Linked DNA regions of Rattus norvegicus: region 2 is linked to region 1. A link is a contact called in public Hi-C data. All regions are on one chromosome and are shown on one strand. The core of a region is the stretch at or near the end of the contact, and the rest is flanking DNA. Distances in the headings are between cores, read along the strand shown. Region 1 overlaps Slx9 (SLX9 ribosome biogenesis factor). Region 2 overlaps Col18a1 (collagen type XVIII alpha 1 chain).

Region 1 (6,912 bases), core at 1,432-3,931:
GGGAGTCTTCACTCTCTTCTATACCTATTATCCTTAGGTTTGATCTTCTCATTGAGTCCTGGATTTCCTGTATGTTTTGGACCAGTAGCTTTTTCCGCTTTACATTATCTTTGACAGTTGAGTCAATGATTTCTATGGAATCTTCTGCTCCCGAGATTCTCTCTTCCATCTCTTGTATTCTGTTGGTGAAGCTTGTATCTACAGCTCCTTGTCTTTTCTTTTGATTTTCTATGTCCAGGGTTATTTCCATGTGTTCTTTCTTGATTGCTTCTATTTCCATTTTTAATTCCTTCAACTGTTTGATTGTGTTTTCCTGGAATTCTTTCAGGGATTTTTGCGATTCCTCTCTGTAGGCTTCTACTTGTTCTCTAAGGGAGTTCTTTATGTCTTTCTTGAAGTCCTCCAGCATCATGATCAAATATGATTTTGAAACTAGATCTTGCTTTTCTGGTGTGTTTGGATATTCAGTGTTTGCTTTGGTGGGAGAATTGGGCTCCGATGATGCCATGTAGTCTTGGTTTCTGTTGCTTGGGTTCCTGCGCTTGCCTCTCGCCATCAGATTATCTCTAGTGTTACTTTGTTCTGCTATTTCTGACCGTGGCTAGACTGTCCTATAAGCCTGTGTGTCAGGAGTGCTGTAGACCTGTTTTCCTGTTTTCTTTCAGCCAGTTATGGGGACAGAGTGTTCTGCTTTCGGGCGTGTAGTTTTTCCTCTCTACAGGTCTTCAGCTGTTCCTGTGGGCCTGTGTCTTGAGTTCACCAGGCAGGTTTCTTGCAGGGGAAAAGTTGGTCCTACCTGTGGTTCCAAGGCTCAAGTTTGCTCGTGGGGTACTGCCTAAGTCCTCTCCGCGGCGGCAGCAACCGGGAAGATCTGCGCCGCTCTTTCCGGGAGCCTCCGTGCACCAGGGTTCCAGATGGCGTTTGGTGTTTTCCTCTGGCGTCTGGATGTGCACAGAGTGCAGTCTCTTCTGGTTTCCCAGGCGTGTCCGCCTCTCTGAAGGTTTAGCTCTCCCTCCCACGGGATTTGGGTGCAGAGAACTGTTTATCCGGTCTGTTTCCTTCAGGTTCTGGCGGTGTCTCAGGCGCAGGGATCCTGCCGCTCCTGGGCCCTCCCCTACGGGAACCCAGAGGCCTTATACAGTTGCCTCTTGGGCCAGGGATGTGGGCAGGGGTGGGCAGTGTTGGTGGTCTCCTCCGCTCTGCAGCCTCAGGAGTGCCCACCTGATCAGGCGGTGAGGTCTCTCTCCCACGGGGTTTGGGAGCAGAGAGCTGCTGCGGGCCGGGATCCGCGGGTCTTTTTTTTTTTTTTTTTTTTTTTAATTTATTTATTTTATGTACAGCATTCTGCCTGCATATGTGACTGCAGGCCAGAAGAGGGCACCAGATCTCATTACAGATGGTTGTGAGCCATCATGTGGTTGCTGGGAATTGAACTCATGACCTCTGGAAGAGCAGTCAGTGCTTTTTTTTTTTTTTTTTTTTTTGTTCTTTTTTTCGGAGCTGGGGACTGAACCCAGGGCCTTGTGCTTCCTAGGTAAGCGCTCTACCACTGAGCTAAATCCCCAGCCCCAGCAGTCAGTGCTCTTAACTGCCGAGCCATCTCTCCAGCCCTCCACTTGTGTTCTTAAATGTCCCCAGGCAAGTAAACACTCAGCCTCGGAGAGACCCTCTGCCTGCAGTGGTGACCAGCAGAGACTGGCAGTCTATACAAGGCCTTTCCCTGCCTGGTTCCTCATCGAGTCTAAGAAGGTGGACTTGACTCGGGTGACAATACTACAGACCCAGTGTCTAAGGAGGTGGACTTGACCTGGGTGACAATACTGACTCAGTGTCTAAGGAGGTGGACTTGACTCGGGTGACAACACTACAGACCCAGTGTCTAAGGAGGTAGACTTGACTTGGGTGGCAATACTACAGACCCAGTGTCTAAGGAGGTGGACTTGACTTGGGTGGCAATACTACAGACCCAGTGTCTAAGGAGGTGGACTTGACTCGGGTGGCAACACTACAGACCCAGTGTCTAAGGAGGTGGACTTGACTCGGATGATAACACTACAGACCAGTGTCTAAGGAGGTGAACTTGACTTGGATGGCAATACTACAGATTCAGAGGGCTTGGTACATTATTGTCGCCATGGTTTGGAGAATTTTGTCACAGTTGTGATGGAGGGCCTAGGTCTCCTGGTCCTCTTTGGTGGGCAGATGGTGTCCTCTCTCTCTCTGCATGATCTTCCCTTTGAGTGCACCTGTCTCATGGTACTGATCTAAGAAAACGTTACCTTGATGGTCTCATTTCATCTGTAAAGTGACCTTGCTGTATTTAGACCACCTTCGTGTGCGGACCTGTGTGTGCCTTCAAAATTTTGGTTTGTTCAATTCATTTTGTTTCTATTGGTATTTAGCCTGCAAGTATGGAAGTGCACCACGTATGCACAGTGCTTGTGGGAGTCAGAGGAAGGTATTAGATCCCCTAAAACTGGAGTTACGGATGGTTGTGAACTGCCATGCAGTAGCTGGGAACTGAACCCGGGTTCTGTGGGAGAACAAGGGCTCTTAACCACTGGGTCACCTCTCCAGCCCCAGTTTTGTCCCCGTGTCTGTGATGAAATCGCCTGTCCAAAACAGCATGAAGGGGAAAGGGTTCATTTGGCTCAGAATTCCAGGTTATAGTCCCATTACCTCAGGGTCATGAAGGCCACAGGAACTCAAAGCAGCTGGTCAGATTATATCCAGTATTGTAGCCCAAGCTGGCCTCAAACTTCAGGCAGTTCCCCTCCCTGGGCCTTCTGAGTGCTAGGGTTATAAAAGGCACGAGCTTCCAGGCCTGGCTGCCCGCCATCCTATTCTAAAGAACCAAGCGTCAGCACTGCAGCCGTGGATCTGGAACACGGTTCAGCCGTTACAGTAGGGATGTGCCCATCAGTACACCACAGCGGGTTATTTGAGGCCAGGAGCATAAGGAAGAGAGGACAAAACCAGGCAGGGAGGCTACCACCAAAAGGGAGGCTGGAGAGGCGGAGGTGAGAGGCTGTAGGCCGTGTTCCAGGGATGGGAGGTGCCTTGAGGACAGGAGGAGTCGCAGGCACGTTGTGTTCATGCTTGTGTGCTAATGCTGGCAAGGGGAAGAAGGCATTTCATGTCCAGGACCTGGTGTTGGCACCGTGCATCCTCACATTCCCCAAATACACTGGGGCCAGGGGGGGCCCGCAGAACCTTACAGTGTTAAAGCCCACAGGGACCCACTGCTGCATGGAGCCCGAGGCTGTCGATCACCTGGGTGCTCGCTCAGTCTGCCTTGTCACTGAGCCTAGCAGGGATGAGCAGACACTGACCTCATTTCCCTGTGCTCTCTCCTCAGGTGCAGAGCCAAAGGCCATTGTGCCTAAGAAGGAAAAGCTGAAGCTTCGCCGTGAGCGATGGCTACAGAGTAAGTTCTTTCCTCATCTTGTGAGTTAGCCACACCTGCCCCGTTCTCATTCACATGCCTGTGTCGTATGGATGAACGTGGACCCCATGGAGGCTGGTCGTGTCCTTGTCCTCTGAGACCCTGATGGGATCCAGGAGGGCTCACTAGGAAGCGTTAGAAGCAGCATCAGTGGCTGGCTTCTCTCGGCCACATAGAGAGTCGGCAACAGGGCAGCACGAGGCGATCTGTCCCTAGAGAGGGCGCAGACCCGTGTGCGAGCCTCTGCAGCCTCCTCTCTTCCTCCCGTGCAGAGGAAGTTGTTGTTCTCCATCCCCTGGGGTGAAAGAGGCCTGTCTGGGCCTGATGAGAGCTTTAACTGCAGAGAGAACGGGTACACTGTGGGTCAGAGCCCCCGTGCACAGGTCACCGTCTGCTGCTCCCTCAGGTCTGTGTGAGCTCGCTTCCTGTCGTTTTCTGATAGAGTCCACATGGTGCAGCCCAGCCTAACTGTGGGTAGCCAAGCCTGACCTTGAGCTCCTGATCTTTGGGCCCCTGTCTTGCAGCCGTGGGATCGCAGGAGGAAGGCAGCTCCTGACACGTCTGAGGTTAAGTTGGGCCTCGGTTTCCAGCCAAGCGTCTGGAGCAGATGGCGCAGCTCTCCCCTCGCTCTGTCTGCAGTAGGCAGTCATGTTCCACAAAGCTGATCATGTGCAACGTTTCCTAAGTGTTTTCTTGTGTTTACTTGAAAATGACTGCTTTATACTTTTTCTCTTAGCCGTTATCTTTCTTCTTAGTGTGTTTCCGCCAACTCTGGGAGTTAATTCAGGACAGTTTCATCTTCGTGTTCTTACATACGGTTTACCTTATTTTTTTTTTTCTTGAAAATAAGGTAACTTTTCTCAAAAATTTATTCTTGAAAACTTTAATAAAGGGGTATTTGGGAAGCAGTATTTATAGAAATTAGTCAGTTTCCTCAACAATTACTATTACTTTTTGGATTTTTTTTTTTAAGACATTGGCTGCTCTGGTAACTTTCTCACAATTCCTAGCAAAAGGAGTTGTTCTCTCTGTGGGGCAGCAGGTGCCGAGGCTTCAGCATGGGCCCTGGCCATGTCTGAGGTGTGCTCTTTTGGTGTGGAAGTTTTTGTTGTGAGTTGATTTTTATGCCTCATGGTTTCTTCTAAAATAGTCTAATTTCATCAGTTTTCAGACTTTATTGGTAAAAGGCCATGTGTTGCCATGTGTCCTGCCACTGTCCCCCACCCCCACCCTCCTCTGGTACCGGGGATTGAACCTAGGGACTAGGGACTAGGGTAGACAAGGGCCCTACCACTGAGCTACATCCCCAGCCCTGCTTTTGCATTCGTAGCCTTTTTGTGTGTTTGGCCCACATGCCTGCGGAGGTCAAAGGAAGGCATCAGATCTCCTGGAACTGGAGTTATGTCTATAATGAGCCACGGTGTGGGCGCTGAGAACTGAACCCTGGTCCTCGGGAAGCACTGTTATCCGCTGCGTGTGTCATCCTTTTTACCTGTGTTCCGCCATTCCGGATGAGATTCATAAAGAAGCTTCGTCAGTTTGGCCCACAAACCCTGGATGCTACTTTCTAGTCCTGCCAGCTCTGTGTTGTTAGCCTCCTCTGACCCCTGGCCTGGCTTTCTTTTAGATTTGGTTAAGTAGCTAGACTGTGTCCATGTTGGCCTCTGAGAACAATGTTAGCTGTGTCTTCCTAACAGTTTACTTCTCTCTCACGGCCATTCCTTGGTGCATTCCTCTCCACCCACCAGCACTTTCTCGGTGCGCATCGAAGCAAGATGCGGGCATTCATCTACCTGCAGCAAATAGGTTGGCTGGCACCGAGCTTGTCTGCGATCCCCTCTGTTCTCTTATTAAGAGGACATTTACCTGGCATCAGCAGTGACCTCTGGCCGCTCTGTGCGGTACCACCTGCCGCCCAGTGTGAGGTGCTGTGTCTGGCGTCCGTTGGTACTGTCTCCTGGGAGTACCTTCCTGCCAGGCTACACTGCATGCAGCAGCAGCAGCAGCCAGTGCCATGGCCGGGAGGCACCACGCTGCCCACATCATTGCTGCCCTGCCTCCCATTGTCGGTGAATGTCTGCCCTTCCGTCTTGTCTGTAGTCAGTAAGGCTGTGCGGCATTTGCCCTGGTGTCTCTGTGGACTTGTTTTTTATTCCTCTTACATAAATACTTAGGAATGGAATGCTGGGTCATAGGGCAGGTGTATGTTTAGTGTTGCAAGCACTGCCAGACATTCTTCTGAAGCCGTGCTTCTTGTGTCCCCTCCAGCATCATGAGAGTTGTGGCTCCACGGCCGTGCGTACTGGTGGTGGCATGTCTTCTGTCATGTATCTGGTGACCTGGGCTGCCGTTTCTGAGGTTAAGTTGGGCCTCGGTCTCCAGCCGAGATCTGGAGCAGATAGAGCAGCTCTCCCCTGGTCTGGTCTGCACCGCCAGGTATAAGCATCTCCCCTCCATACATGAGCATCTCCCCTCCATACATGAGCATCTCCCCTCCATACATGAGCATCTCCCCTCCATACATGAGCATCTCACCTCCATACATGAGCTTCTCCCCTCCATACATGAGCATCTCACCTCCATACATGAGCATCTCCCCTCCATACATGAGCATCTCCCCTCCATACATGAGCATCTCCCCTCCACACATGAGCATCTCCCCTCCATACATGAGCATCTCCCCTCCATACATGAGCATCTCCCCTCCATACATGAGCATCTCCCCTCCATACATGAGCATCTCCCCTCCATACATGAGCAGCTCCCCTCCACACATGAGCAGCTCCCCTCCACACATGAGCATCTCCCCTCCACACATGAGCGTCTCCCCTCCATACATGAGCGTCTCCCCTCCATACATGAGCGTCTCCCCTCCATACATGAGCGTCTCCCCTCCATACATGAGCGTCTCCCCTCCATACATGAGCGTCTCCCCTCCATACATGAGCGTCTCCCCTCCATACATGAGCGTCTCCCCTCCATACATGAGCATCTCCCCTCCATACATGAGCAGCTCCCCTCCATACATGAGCAGCTCCCCTCCATACATGAGCATCTCCCCTCCATACATGATCGTCTCCCCTCCATACATGATCGTCTCCCCTCCATACATGAGCGTCTCCCCTCCATACATGAGCAGCTCCCCTCCATACATGAGCAGCTCCCCTCCATACATGAGCATCTCCCCGCCCTGCGTGGGCAGCCCACCGCCATGCCCACCGCCATGCCCATCGCCCTGCACGAGCAGCTCCTCTTCAGTAACGGTCATTCTTCTTGAGGTGCTCTCTGTTTCTATTTCTGAGCTTGGGGACTCTGTGCTGGGGACCCGCTACCCCTAGCCAGTTCTGTGTGCTGTATTCCTTGCAGACTGTCTTGACCATTCATTTTCATAACTTTTTTTAAACTGCAGGAGTTTAATTATTAAAAATGGAACCCATAAATTTTTTTCCATATGTTTACAGTATGTC
Region 2 (6,912 bases), core at 1,207-3,706, 360 kb after region 1:
TCATTCATTCATTCATTCATTCATTCATTCATTCACCTCCCAAAGAGTCAAGCAACCAGACGGATGAATTGAGGGTAACTTTCAAACTCCAAGACCCTGCCACGTGTGATGGTGCGCCCCTGTCATCCCAGCACTTGGGCGGCTGAGGCAGGAGGATTGCCTTGAATTCCAAGCCAGCCTGGGCTAACAAAACAGGGTGAAACAAAACCCTCAGGCCCTAAAGTTTCAGGAGCTGCTGTCCCGAGACACTTGTCCTCAATGTGTTCCTCTGGGGTTTCTTTGTTAAGCGTGTAGGTACACGTGTGTGCATGGGTGCACATGTGTGCATGGGTGCACTCGTGTGCAGATGCTCGTGAATGTGCCTGTCAGGCCAGAAGTCAACCAGGGGTCATTCTTCAGGTGCTTCCCACCTTCTTTTTTGTTTCTGATTATTTTCTTTGTTTTTGTTTTATCCGTTGTGTTTGAGACAGAGTTTCTCTATGTAGCCCTGGCTGTCCTAGAACTCACTCTGTAGACCAGGTTAGCCCCAAACTCCGAGATCCACCTGCCTCTGCCTTCCTACTGCTGGGATTAAAGGTGTGCACCACTAGCCTTGTCTCTGTTTCACCGCAGTGGGATTATAAGTGTGTACTGCTACAACCAACATTTTAGTGGGGTTTTGGGGATCAAACTTAGTCCTCACATTTTTACCGACTGAGCTACCTCTTCAGTCTCCTGTCTTTGGGATCTTGTCCTAGTTAGGGTTTTGTTTTTTTGTTTGTTTGTTTGTTTGTTTTTAAGATTTATTTTATTTATAGTATTTATGTGAATACATGTCGCTGTCCTCAGACACACCAGAAGAGGGCATCAGATCCCATTACAGATGGTTGTGAGCCACCATGTGGTTGCTGGGAATTGAACTCAGGACCTCTGGAAGAGCAGTCGGTGCTCTTAACCGCTGAGCTATCTCTCCAGCCCCTTAGTTAGGGTCTTATTGCTGTGAAGAGACACCATGACTTCACTGGGGCTGGCTTAGTTTCAGAAGTTTAGTCCCTTCTTGTCATGGTGGGAAACATGGCAGCAATGCAGGCAGATACTGTGCTAAGGAAGGAGATAAGGGTTCTACTTGCTCAGCAGGCAGCAGAAGGAAACGGAACCACACTGGACCTAGCTTGTTTGTGCCTCTGAGACCTCACAGCCCGCCCCCACAGTGACACACTTCCTCCAACAAGACCACACCTCCTAATAGTGCCACCCCTTACGGGGCAATCATTCCAACTCATGAGTCTGTGGGAGCCATGCCTATTCAAACCATATAGATCTCTAAAGCCAGCCCTGTCGGTCACATGTGTAAAACTTGCGGGGATTTTCTTCATGTTCTATGCTGCCCACTGCATGGTAACCTTCATCTCATCCCACATTAGCACATGTGTGCATACATACGTTCATCCTTAATGTATGCAATTCAGGACTTAGTGTGTTCAATACCTGAGTCCACAAGTCTTCCAGAGGCAGAGGGTCGGGAGGATGTAAGGGCCGGACTATCTGTTCATGACAGGGCAGCAGTTCTGTGACTCTGGGTATTCCTATGCCTTTCTATTTCATTTTAGCTCTTGAGTGAAAGACACAGACAGCTGCTGGCACTGAGCTGGGCAGGTTCTAAACTATTCTAACCCTCTAAGACAGCCTATTTCCCAGCCAAGAGGTTGTTTTACCTGTAATCAGAACCCTGGCTGGTTCTGGTCCATGTGTGTCCACATCACCACCTCCTGATGAGTCCTGGTCCATCTACAAAGTGTCTACATACTTCTCCTTTATTTCTCTGGTCTCACCACTACCATCACCATCACCACCACCACCAGGATCGGATGTCCCGCCCTATTCTCTTCTGCCCAGCTAATTGGCTGGCCAGTTCTTTATTAACCAATCGGAGGTGATGGAAAACAATTTTTACATAACTTTGAGACCCAGTATGCCATCATCTGTATTGCAACCAGATATCGGGCATAGAGATTAGCACCAAGTCATCCCCCAACCGGTACTTAATTGTGGTGTTCCGCGGCTCCTTTTCCTTATCCACCAGACAAACTGAGCTTAGGGGAGTAGAGAATCACTGTGTGCCTGTCCGATATCATCAGTTAGCGTCAGCTGGGCCACCATCTTTTGCTGAAATGGGTACCTAGTTGGAACTGCTAGAGCTCAGGAGGGAGAATGGTATGGGACCCCCTGTCAGTCATGCTTAAGCTGGGCCTTTGACTTCTGTGGAATGTGGCCTCATTCCTTCGAGTCTGTGTCTACCTAGTATACCCCCATCTTCTCCCTAGATGTGGCACAAAGCCGAGGGCTCTAGGCCACTGAGTCACCATCACTGCCAAGCTCCCGACCAGCACTCCTGTCAAACATTAACAGGTGAGGCAGGAGCCTGTTGAAGAATAACCCATTAACCCTCCAGGCTATGATGTCCCCAAAGGCATGACCTCAAGCTGGCCAGTTTGAATCTGCTCTGACCAGAAGTCTGCACGGTCCTTATACCCAGCTCCCCAGGCCAGGACACTGGTTTGGTGCTCATGCGGTAGGTGGTGGTTGCAGTGGCTCCCCATTGGTTCAGATGGGCAGAGTGGAGCTGTCATGTCAGGTCATCGTTGCTGTCCCGCAGGAGCCGGGCCCGCATGGCTAGGACTGACCTGTGGGAGGTGCAGTATCTCCAGGTAGCACCTGACCTGTCTTGTAGTTCCTCAGGTGTCTGGATAGACTCATGCTCCCTCATGGGCCTTGGCATTGGCTGGTAAGGCCTCACAGTTCCAGCTTGCTTTTCTCTGGTGAGGGAGCAGCTGGACGAAGACATAGCATGGGTGTCTGTAGCCCTGTTGCATGAGTTCTCAGTTAACCTCCCTGTTCCTCATGTAGAACCTGCCATCTTCCCACTACTGTCCTGTGTATTCAATGTGCAGCAGCGTGAGGTGCCCTGGGAGGGAGGGAGTCCCACTAGAGTGGGGAGGTCTTGCAGGCACCCTCATGTAACACCCCCAGGTTCTCCACCTGTCGAGATCCCTGCCTCTATAGGTCTGTCTACTGGTGAGAGAGGAATGGGGGCTGCGGGCTCTGGGTTTAAGGCGATAGGAAGTTGACAGGTTATTTCTCCCATCGCTGGTGAAATGAGCCAATTCAAGCCAGATTACATTAAATGTAGGTTTATTGGGAAGCCAGGGAACTTGCCCGAGGGACTGAGGCCAGGGAAGTCCCCATGGGGAGAGCAATGGGGAGGGAGAGAAAGGGAATTAATTCATGGAGAGGGATGAGAGATAAGGAAAGAGAGGGAGAGAGAGAGAGAGAGAGAGAGAGAGAGAGAGAGAGAGAGAGACAGGGAGAAGAAGAGGAGGAGGAAGAAGAAGAAGAGGAAGAGGAGGAGGGAGATGAGGAGAAAGGAGGGAGGGAGGGGGGAAGAAGAGGTAAGGGGGGGGAGACAGAAAGAGACCCCAAAATGTCTGGATTATGTAGGGAAGAGCCCCTGAGCTGAAAAGTTCAGAGTTGGAGCCAGGGTATGCGAGGTAGGGACCAAGGGATGCTGGGAGAACATGGAGGCCAGGTCTGCTTTGATATGTGAGTATGTACTTCTGCCCTTGTCCCAGGTTCGAAACCAAATAGAAGGAAGCTTCTAGAACTGCCTGTTGCATGTCTCAAGTGTGTGTGGGGGGGAGATGCCACTCCCAATTCCCCACAGTGACCAGACCAGACTGAGAGCTGAGGGCTCTTCTCAGGATCCCCAAACAAATGACCAAGTCTCGATTCGAACTTGGGTTCCAGTTTTAAACCCTATTCACATCAGAGGAAGGGGAGGGGGAGGGGAGATGGAGGGAGACGACAGAGAAAGGACAGATGCCCAAGATCTTATCAAGACATGTCCTCGTTTGAGATCACATAGCAGTCCGTTAGCGCCTGCCACCTTGTGTGAAGAGTCAAGGTCTCACCTGGTTTCCTGTGTCAACTTGACACAAGCTGGGGTTATCACAGAGAAAGGAGCCTCCCTTGAGGAAATGCCTCTGTGAGACCCAGCTATAAGTCATTTTCTCAGTTAGTGATTAAAGTAGGGAGGGCCTAGCCCACTGTTGGTGGAGCCATCCCTGGGCTGGTGGTCCTGGGTTCTATAAGAGAGCAAGCTGAACAAGTCAGGGGGAGCAAGCCAGTAAGAAACATCCCTCCATGGCCTCTGCATCAGCTCCTGCTTCCAGGTTCCTGCCCTGCTTGAGTTCCTGTCCTGACTTTGGTGACAATGTGGGAGTGTAAGCTGAATTAACCCTTTCCTCCCCAATTTGCTTCTTGGGCATGATGTTTTGTGCAGGAATAGAAACCCTAAGACCTACCCTGATGGTGGACCTGTTGCCTGGGTCCCTCCCCAACTGTGGCTGGTTTCCGTGTTTCCTCAGGCATAGGGGAGTGTGGGAAATGGTTGAGTATGCCTCATCCCGCCTCCTTCCTGGTGTTTCTGCAGTTGCCTGCTCCTGGCCTGGGTGTAAATCAGCATCAGTTTCTTCAGCCACTTGCTTTGGATGGGCGCTTTGTGAAGGTTGAAGTTTCTTTACAGCGAAGCCGTGTGGTTGCTTTCATTGGTGACGCCATGTCTAATGTATCCTGTGACTCGCAGGAGCCGCCCAGCGAGTGTGTGAGCAGGGCCCTCGTGGCTGAGAGCTTCACCACGTGGCATTAGTTAACAGAGTTGAGCCTGGGCTGCCTTCAACATGCTGGGGGAGGCAGGGAGGGAGGAGCCGGACCCCAGCCTCCACTTTTAAGTGAGGAGTTGCTGTACTTTGAGACCATAAAACAGGGAGACCCCTTACTGCCCTGGGCTGACCAGTGTTCCAGGGAGGGCCAGCCATCCACAAATGGCCGAGGGACTGGACGGCCCATGTGGCAGAGGTGAAGCAAGAGTGTGGCCTTTTAAATGTCTCTTAGTAGGGCCACACCCAGTGTAAAAGGCTTAGCCTAGGGTCAGTAGCAGCTTTGGCATTGTATCTTACCAGACAGAGGAGCCTTAAAGGACCCGGTAAACATGGAGAATGTAGCTGTGCCCTGATGGGCCAGCAGGTCCTTCCTAGAGGAAGTTTCAGGGACTTTCTTTTCAACTTTGAGAAACATGCCCCCTGTCTGTCTCCATAACATGGCCAGCCTCTGATTCTCAAAGTGGCCATCGGGGGAGCGAGTGGGCAGGCACTTTGACTCTAAGCCATCAGGTACCCAAGAGTGCCTTAGGGTAGAAGTTCCCAGGCAGAGTCAGTTCCTCTTTGTGGCCCCCAAGGGTGGGGATCGGCATCTGGAGATGGAGAGATGGCAGGTTCTGTCAGCTTGGGGACACTCTGCTTAAACTCTGATGGGCCAGAGAGCATGGACCCGGGCGCTCACTGGGCTGCCCAGCCTGTCCCTCGGGGTGCCAACTACCCAGAGGAGACATGGCCTGGAGAACTACAGCATCTGCTGGGGAATTGGGCTGTGACTTTCTTCTAGGCGTACAGGTTGGCTGACCATTCTACTCTGTACAGCAAGTTTGAGGCTCTGGCCCAGCTCTCTCCAACACAGGCCGTGAAATAGTCTCGACCAGGCTTGGCCTGGTGTGAGCTTGCCTTTCAGGGCTCTGGTATCATCCTGTGCCCTTGTCTGTGATGTTCTTGAAACCATGGGTTTCCTCAATGGATGTGGTGAGGATGTCGCCTTGGGTGAGCTGCAGTCTTGGGGACTTACCACCCACTCTACCTCTTGGATGGAGACTGCGGTAGTCCCACAGTAGTGTCCGTATCTGCAGAGACTCTCTTGGAGCCCTGTCTGTCCTTTCTTCCCTGAGGCGAGTATTGCCTTTCTTACCTCCACCTCAGGGAACCGTGTGAGAAATCGTGATAGTCTGTAGTGTAGCATCATCACTCCCCCACACCTGCTCCCTCCTCAACTCTCCGCTCACCCTGCAGGATTCTCTTGCCTGGATGTCAGAGAGCACTGGACGCTAGGCTAAACTGGAGCTAGGATGTGCGCCTACGGCAGCCACTACAGGCTGAACTTGTAGTGGCTGTGTGCAGACTGTCCAGCTAGGATGATGTCTTTTATCTGTGGGACACTGCTTACTAGCTGAGAATGTCATTTGGATGACAGCTCCAGTGTCCTTAAGGCTTTTCTATGGGCTCATCTCCCAGTGGCTATGTTGTCACCTACCTCTCACCTAGCATAGTTCTGTTTGGGGCTGCCTCTGTCCTTTCTCAGGGATCTGTGGTTTATTTGAGGGCTACAGGAGCCAAGAAAGACCAAAGTTGCATGCGTGCATGCATGCGTGTATGTGGTGTGCTGTGTGTGTGTGTGTGTGTGTGTGTGTGTGTGTGTGTGTGTGTTTCGTGCATTATCCACTCTGTCTCTTACTCAAGGTCGCTATGGACCTGAGGGGCTCAGTGTGACCCACCCATAGTTTACACTCTGCAAAGGAGGTATTCCCTACCTACCCCTCCTCCCTTTTCACCTAGGTGACCAGCATCTACAGGGTCCTTAACACTGCATTCTCTAACTCCCTCCTCCTCCCCACAAAGAGGCCTCTTGCTCCATGCTGACCCCTGACTTCAAAGCCCCGTCCCCCCCAGCTGTATCGATGTGGACAAGTGAGAACAAAACCCAGGTTGGGGGTGGGGTGGGGTGGGAGAGCTTTCTAAGGCTTTGCACATTGCAGTGACCTCTGACCCGTGCTTGGCTCTCAGTTGCTTGTGCTTCCTATACCTGGAGTGTTCCTTGGGGGGATTCTCCCACCTCTGGCAGTCCACACACTGAGCTCCCTTCTCCCATTTCCTTTCCTCTCCTTGTCTTGGAATCGGTGTGCTGGGGCAGGTGCCCAGCCTGTGCTGCCTCTGCAGGCCGAGGGTGCTGGGAAGTGGGCAGACTCAGGAATGTGCTGGCACCTGGTCACTC

The links. Hi-C and Micro-C count contacts between places; a contact is called where the count stands out from the background.
Region 2: a contact with region 1 is called in a Hi-C map of hepatocytes, with 4 times the contacts expected there. The contact joins two enhancer-like sites. A contact is called at or near these places in 3 of 12 Hi-C or Micro-C datasets (the A7r5 cell line, hepatocytes and mammary epithelial cells).

Annotation. Positions count from the first base shown.
Region 1 is chr20:11,128,145-11,135,056 of GRCr8, forward strand. Slx9 (SLX9 ribosome biogenesis factor) reads left to right here. Exons shown (of 6, transcript NM_001008307.2): 3 at 3,359-3,427. Among named protein-coding and RNA genes, the nearest start is that of Slx9, 17 kb to the left of the region's middle. Within about 2 kb of position 2,682, at least 27 of the 93 cell types and tissues checked have an H3K27ac peak or open chromatin away from gene starts, as enhancers often do. A contact at or near this core is called in hepatocytes, where this site is marked.
Region 2 is chr20:11,490,170-11,497,081 of GRCr8, forward strand. All of the region lies in intron 2 of Col18a1 (collagen type XVIII alpha 1 chain), which reads left to right. Among named protein-coding and RNA genes, the nearest start is that of Col18a1, 20 kb to the left of the region's middle. Within about 2 kb of position 2,457, at least 5 of the 93 cell types and tissues checked have an H3K27ac peak or open chromatin away from gene starts, as enhancers often do. A contact at or near this core is called in hepatocytes, where this site is marked.